2 separate regions of the Mus musculus genome follow, and region 2 is linked to region 1. The links are chromatin contacts, called in public promoter capture Hi-C maps. All regions are on one chromosome and are shown on one strand. Each heading gives the region's core, a stretch centred on a gene start, on an enhancer-like site or on the middle of the called end of the contact. The rest is flanking DNA. Distances are from core to core; before and after follow the strand shown.

Evidence for each region. Capture Hi-C pulls out chosen DNA fragments and counts their contacts.
Region 2: a promoter capture Hi-C map of liver shows a contact between it and region 1, with 5 times the contacts expected there. The contact joins two enhancer-like sites. A contact is called at or near these places in 5 of 39 promoter capture datasets (the HPC-7 cell line, embryonic stem cells, hippocampal neurons and 2 more), 1 of 484 Hi-C or Micro-C datasets (cortical neurons), 2 of 115 datasets of contacts at active chromatin or transcription factors (embryonic forebrain and large pre-B cells) and 1 of 9 other capture datasets (liver).

Annotation. Positions count from the first base shown.
Region 1 is chr1:86,598,698-86,601,771 of GRCm38.p6, reverse strand. It overlaps Cops7b (COP9 signalosome subunit 7B), which reads right to left. Exons shown (of 8, transcript NM_172974.3): 6 at 2,567-2,769; 7 at 584-689. Among named protein-coding and RNA genes, the nearest start is that of Cops7b, 17 kb to the right of the region's middle. Within about 2 kb of position 1,446, at least 17 of the 459 cell types and tissues checked have an H3K27ac peak or open chromatin away from gene starts, as enhancers often do. A contact at or near this core is called in liver, where this site is marked.
Region 2 is chr1:87,762,544-87,765,437 of GRCm38.p6, reverse strand. Atg16l1 (autophagy related 16-like 1 (S. cerevisiae)) reads right to left here. Exons shown (of 18, transcript NM_029846.4): 3 at 1-100. Among named protein-coding and RNA genes, the nearest start is that of Atg16l1, 8.0 kb to the right of the region's middle. Within about 2 kb of position 1,412, at least 30 of the 459 cell types and tissues checked have an H3K27ac peak or open chromatin away from gene starts, as enhancers often do. A contact at or near this core is called in liver, where this site is marked.

The DNA.
Region 1 (3,074 bases), core at 197-2,696:
AAGCCCTGAGTCCTGCCCTCACTGTTCACATCAGTCTGTCTAACTTCTAGAAGGCCAGTAGGTAATGTATTATTTTAACTGGTATGGCAGAGGTAACCTGGCCTCTTCCTCACATTTATTTCAAAGTTTAGTAGTTTTTGATATTTTATTCATGTGCATGTGCGTGTGCATGAATGTACATCTGTGTACATGTGCATGTAAGAGCCCATGGAGGCCAGAAGGCGGCACTGCAGACCCAGAACTAGAGTTTTGGGTGGTTGTGAGCTGCTGTGTGAGTGGTGAGAGCCAAACCTAAGTCCTCGGTAAAAGCAGTAAGTCCACGTAACCACTTAGCCATCTCTCACACAGCACAACATTTCTTCTCCTCAGTAGCTGCAACATCATATGTACAGTGCAGATGTATGCATTCTACACTCTAAACCTGCTCACTCCCTGCTAACTCCCTATATCCCAGTACTAAGCCCAAGGCGTGTTTACTGGCTATTTGTTATACTCACACCAAAGTAATGACAACATGAAGGCACTGCAAACTAATTCCTAGGCACACCCCAAGGAAAGGAAAAAATGCCCTGGTTTTCTTTACCTCGGCTTCCACCTGCTGCTGAGTCCGGTGGTGGTTCTCTTTGTACTGGTTGGCTCTCAGAACCTGCTGCTCAATGCCCAAGAGAACTGCCTCACAGCCGTCACACCTGCAATGGGAAAAGCCAGCCCTGAGCTGCAGTGAAGCCCAGGCAGTCTCCTCCCTCCAAACCCTTCCAGCACTTTACAGGACTTTCTTTAGCAGGGGGCTGCCAGGTGGTTGTGTTGGTCCCCTCCCTCCTTCCCAACAAGGTCATCTAAATATGTAACACAGGCCAAGGGCACAGCGGAGGCTTTTGGGCAGCTTCTTGGACTACAGCTCTAATTTCCAGTCCTCGCAGCCCATAAGAAACAGTTTTATAGACTAAGACTGAAAGAGGGACAAAGTACAAGTGACACTGACTGATCCCTTTCTACAAAAGAAAAAAAAATAAATGTTGTATTTTAGAGATTGCCTTTTTCCTTAGAATTTGAAGTTATTTCCTAGTTAACAATCACTTCTCCCTTCTCACTTGGTAACACATGCCTTTAATCTCAGCATTCAGGAAGCAGAGGCAGAAGCAGGCAGACCTCTGATTTTACGGTTAGCCTGGTTGATACCAGCCAGGTCTACAAAATGAGATCTTGTCTTATAAAATAAAAAACGTTTTGAAAAGCAATATAATGAAAATTCACATACTGTTTACTACTATGCAAAATGTCCAACATTCTGCCATGTTTTTACCTTCTCAGGACAATAATTCTATTTCCAGCCCACCTGTAACATATAAATAGGAGCTCTGAGAATCTCTTCTGGTGGCTGAAGAGATGACTCAGTGGTTAGGACAATTGCTGCTCTTACACAGGATCAAAGTTCAGTTTCCAACACCCACACACTAGCTCATGATCATGCACAACTCCGGTTCCAGGGAATCTGACGCCCTCTTCTGACCTCTATGTACTAGATAAACACACAGTGCACTTCTATACATGTAAGCAAGATGCCTATTTTATATATATAATAAAATTAAAACATCTGGGTGTGGTGGCACTTGGGAGGCAGTCAGACAAATCTGACTTTAAGGCAAACCTGGAATGCATAGTTATAGTTAGTTCCAGGCAAGCCTGGGCTAGAGAACAAGGCCTGTTTTGATAAAACAAAAACAAAAGCAAGTTTCCCTATCTCTCAGCACAAAGCTGCCCACTCTGCCTAGTGACATACAACATGCCACACGCCTATGTGGGGACAATCTCTCCACTCTCAATAATGCTCTCTTCCTCAAAACTTCCTCACACTTCCCAAAAATGCTCTGGTTTCATAATCTCCAAATCACTTAAATAAATAGCTCATAACAAATATAAATCGTGTAATCACTTTTGCAAGCATCCAATTCTACTAAAATAAGAATATACTCAAAAGTCTCAGTTCTTTTTACTAAATTCCTTTTATTCATTGGAGGGGAGAATAAAGAGATACATTCTCCAACTCACAATCCTTCTGCCTTGGCATCCTAAGTGCTAGGATTGGGGTTACAGGAATGTACCACCACACCCAGCTGCCTTGACTGTCAAATATTGTATGCATCGGTGTTCCAGATCACAAAGGCCTATTCACAGTTGTCTTCCCCACAATGCTTCACTAGCACTACTAGCTCAACATGTCACTGGCAAACACTAACTTCCTGCTCTTGGTGTATGTTTATAAGGTGCAGATTTAGTGCTGCACAGTCAGAACGCAGAGACTCTACCTGTAACTCCACATGAATATTTTATAGCCCACTGTTAAACAGCCCAGCTGCATTTAAAATCAATTTTATAAGCCAGGCACCAGGAATCTTTCCAAGCTTCCTAATGCCACACAGCTGTAATCACAAATGCAGTCCCACTCTCTGTTTCAGTGTCCAAAGACCCCAGCTTTGGCTTCCTCAAGCTCACTTCTGAAAGTCACAGTGCTGCAGAGAGAGGCACAAAGGACCTACTAGATTCTCCCTCCATCTCCCAGCCTCACCACTCATGCAAGGTCTTGACAATGTTATTGATATCTTTCTTCCGGATGTCACGGCCAATGCAGAAATCCACTTCCAGGAGCTGATTTCGCTGGTCCAGTTTGCCCTGGATGATGTCAGTGTAGACAGCCTCAATGATAAGGTCTTCTAGTTCCCTGAGATTCCTCATCTCCAGGTCTTTCAGCAGCACAGAGTAGGGGATACACTGTGGATAGGTCATATGACAGTCGGCAAGCATTGAAAAAAATTTCAAGCATTACCCACACAGGTAATAATGGAGACTCTGTTTATACGATGCAGGGCAGTGGTAATCACCAAAATCTGAGATAGTGAGAGATTATTATTACTGTGGAACCTATGGCACTCAACAACATCCTGTAGCACCCAAGGAGGTACCTTTCCAGTTCTCTATGTCCTAGACTTCACCCAGCTCTCAGCTGCCACATCCACACTCTCATGATGCAGAACCCCCCTTCCACAGGAAAGAGAAATAGCTTAGCATGTGCTACA
Region 2 (2,894 bases), core at 163-2,662, 1.2 Mb before region 1:
ACGCTTCTTGTGCAGTTCGGTCAGCTCTTCCTGGTGTTTGATCCTCAACTGGGCCATTTCTTGTAGTTGACTATCATTCCACGCACCATCATGTCCAGGACTAAATCACCATCAGCAGAGACAACATGCAAAAAAGGACAGTGAAATAAAGAGTCAGACTCCAGACTTTCCGACTAGGCAATAAATCACTAGCTCCAGAATTTGATCCTGTACAATCTACCAAACCATTCTGGTATCTGAAACAGTGGTGGGCTGGAGAGATGGCTCAGTGTTTAAGAGCACTGACTGCTCTTCCAAAGGTCCTAAGTTCAAATCCCAGCAACCACATGGTGGCTCACAACCATCTGTACAGCTACAGTGTATTCATATACATAAAATAAATAAATCTTTAAAAAGAAACAGTGGCAAATCTTGAGCCTTTATGGGTAGAAAGACTGGTGATGGTAAACCAAACACAACCACAGCTGCCAGTCAACTAAGGAACAAAGGTGGGGCTTCTGAATAAAGTGTAGGTGAACAGCCAACACACCCACTCATTGCAAGTATTGCATCCCATCCCTGTGCCAGGTACTGCTGGTTCTGTTGAGAAAGGAAGAAGGGAGCACAGAGCTCTGTTCTCAGGCATCAGACAATAAAAAGCAGACGGGCAAAATCAAGTAGTGTGTGAAGCTACATGTTACAAAGAAACCACAAACAGGGTAGAAAAGTCTGGGTTTCACTAAGGTGACCAGAAAGAAACAAAGGGCAAGACATGTACTCACCCCTACCCAGTAAGGGGTTCTCTGAGTAGAGGGGGCTGCACACTACACACCTGGGAGGGCACAGTGTCAGTGAAAGGGACGGAGAACCAAGACTTAGAAAGTAGCATTTGCTGAGCCTCCCACGCCCTGGGCTTGAGGGAGGCACTCACTTACTGATGAAGGGTTTTAGTAGTCTGGGATGGGGAGAAGTGTAGGACAGGACAGAAACAGTGAGACCAGTTAGCAGGACACTGGGTAGCCCTACTACAGAAGGCAGCTCACATCGCAGTGGTGCCACTGGAGACAGTTGAGAGTTTAGACTCACTCTGAAGTGTGTGGGGGAATCAAAGACTGACAGGAATAAAAGACTGACTCAGGGCTTGGGATCTGAGCGACCAGCAAACCTGTATGGCAAGACTTGGGGGAGGAAAATGTCTAGGTGAGGACAGAAGGATTCTGTTCTGGCCATCCACACTGAAAGCTCACAGGTAATGTCAGCACACAGATGTGCATGAAGCTGCAGGAGTACAGGACACCACAACAACGATTCTGTTTTGGGAACTTTGTCAGATATTCGATATTTTCTCAGAAACAAGACTATAATGAAAACCAGTGAGAGGCTCTAAACTACAAAGGCAGAAGGGTGGATGGGTAGAGATAAAAGTTAATCAGTTAACAGCTGCTTGCAGAACAAACTATGTGGAAACCCAGACTTAAACCCCACAACAGACCTCCAGGGCCACTAACCCCGATCAGAGAAATATCTGGACTCAAACCCAAACAGATCCAGAAGTAATCATTTCTCCTCAAGGAATGCCTGCCAGTCCCAAAGATCTCTTCTCCAAAGCTCAAGGGAAAACAAACAAAAACCAACCACCGAAAGCTCTGGTCAGGTGTGGTCACTACGCACTTTGACAAAGGCTACCTGCTCCCAGAAGCTGAAGGACTAGTGTCCCAGGATCTGGCTCTTTATTTTCCGTTTATTTCAGAGATTCTGCAAAATTTTGGCTGACTACAACTGAAGAAAAGGTTCTTGGCAGGAGCTAGGTACTCATTCATGGTGATTCTGATCTGAAAAAAGGGACAGAAGAAGGGAAGAAGGCTGGACAGTAATTAAAGCATCCACACTGACAGGGCTGCTCCTTGGGATTTAGGATACGCTGCAAAATGAGAGGTGCTGCAAACAGCAGCATAAGGAAGTGGGCGTGGCCATGCATGCCTGTAATTCCAACCCCAGGCAGGAGCTCTCTGAATTCAAAGCCAGCCTTTTCTACAGAGTTCCAGGACAGCCAGGGCTATAGAGACCCTGCCTTAGAATAGCATAGTAATATCACATAACTCAAACACCTACTTATACTTGGATTCTTATCATACATCTAAGCATAAATAATCATTTATCTCACCCTTTGAAGCAAATGGATACTTCCCTAATTGTAGCCCAAGAAGTAGAAACCAAAAGACAAAAAAGTACACTACCCTGTATAAAGCCATCCTTAATGACTTTGAGTCATTAGAGAGTATCTCACCAAATCTTTCTCCAAATGCACAGCAGCACAGAATGTACAAAGCAGCTAATGTATTCTAATCTATGGGCTAGCATTCAACACAAAGTCTCATGAAATGAAAGCTGTAAGAAAATCAAGTCATTCCTCACACATGGTTAGGAGGGGTTAAAAAGAGTAACAGGGAGGACTTCCTAAGATGGTGGACTGCAGACAAGAACAACAGGCTGTGGAGACTTGCAGATAGAAACAGCACCTATAATTGCTAGGGACAAGGCAAGAAGGGACAGGCCATGCCCCTGCTTTGGGACCAGTGACTTCCTTCTACTCACAATGAAACAAAGGGACTGATACCTTCTGTGAGTACTCTTAACACGTTTCCAAGCAAACAACCCTTTGTGCTGGTCTCTGGTTTGGCTTCTGTCCCCACTAAGTGGATTTATTAACTCTCACCTCTCTATCCCCAATGCCTAGCCATACTACAGTCGAATCTAGAGTGAAATCTAGCCAAAGTTTAGGAATGAAAAGAAAGGCGGCGGCAAAATAAATGTAAACCACTGGACAGAATAAGGAGTTTGAGGTAAAGACTCAAAAGCATGAGTGGCTATGGGAGGGAAAGAGTATCCAGGGAAGAGGAACCCCAGACAACTTG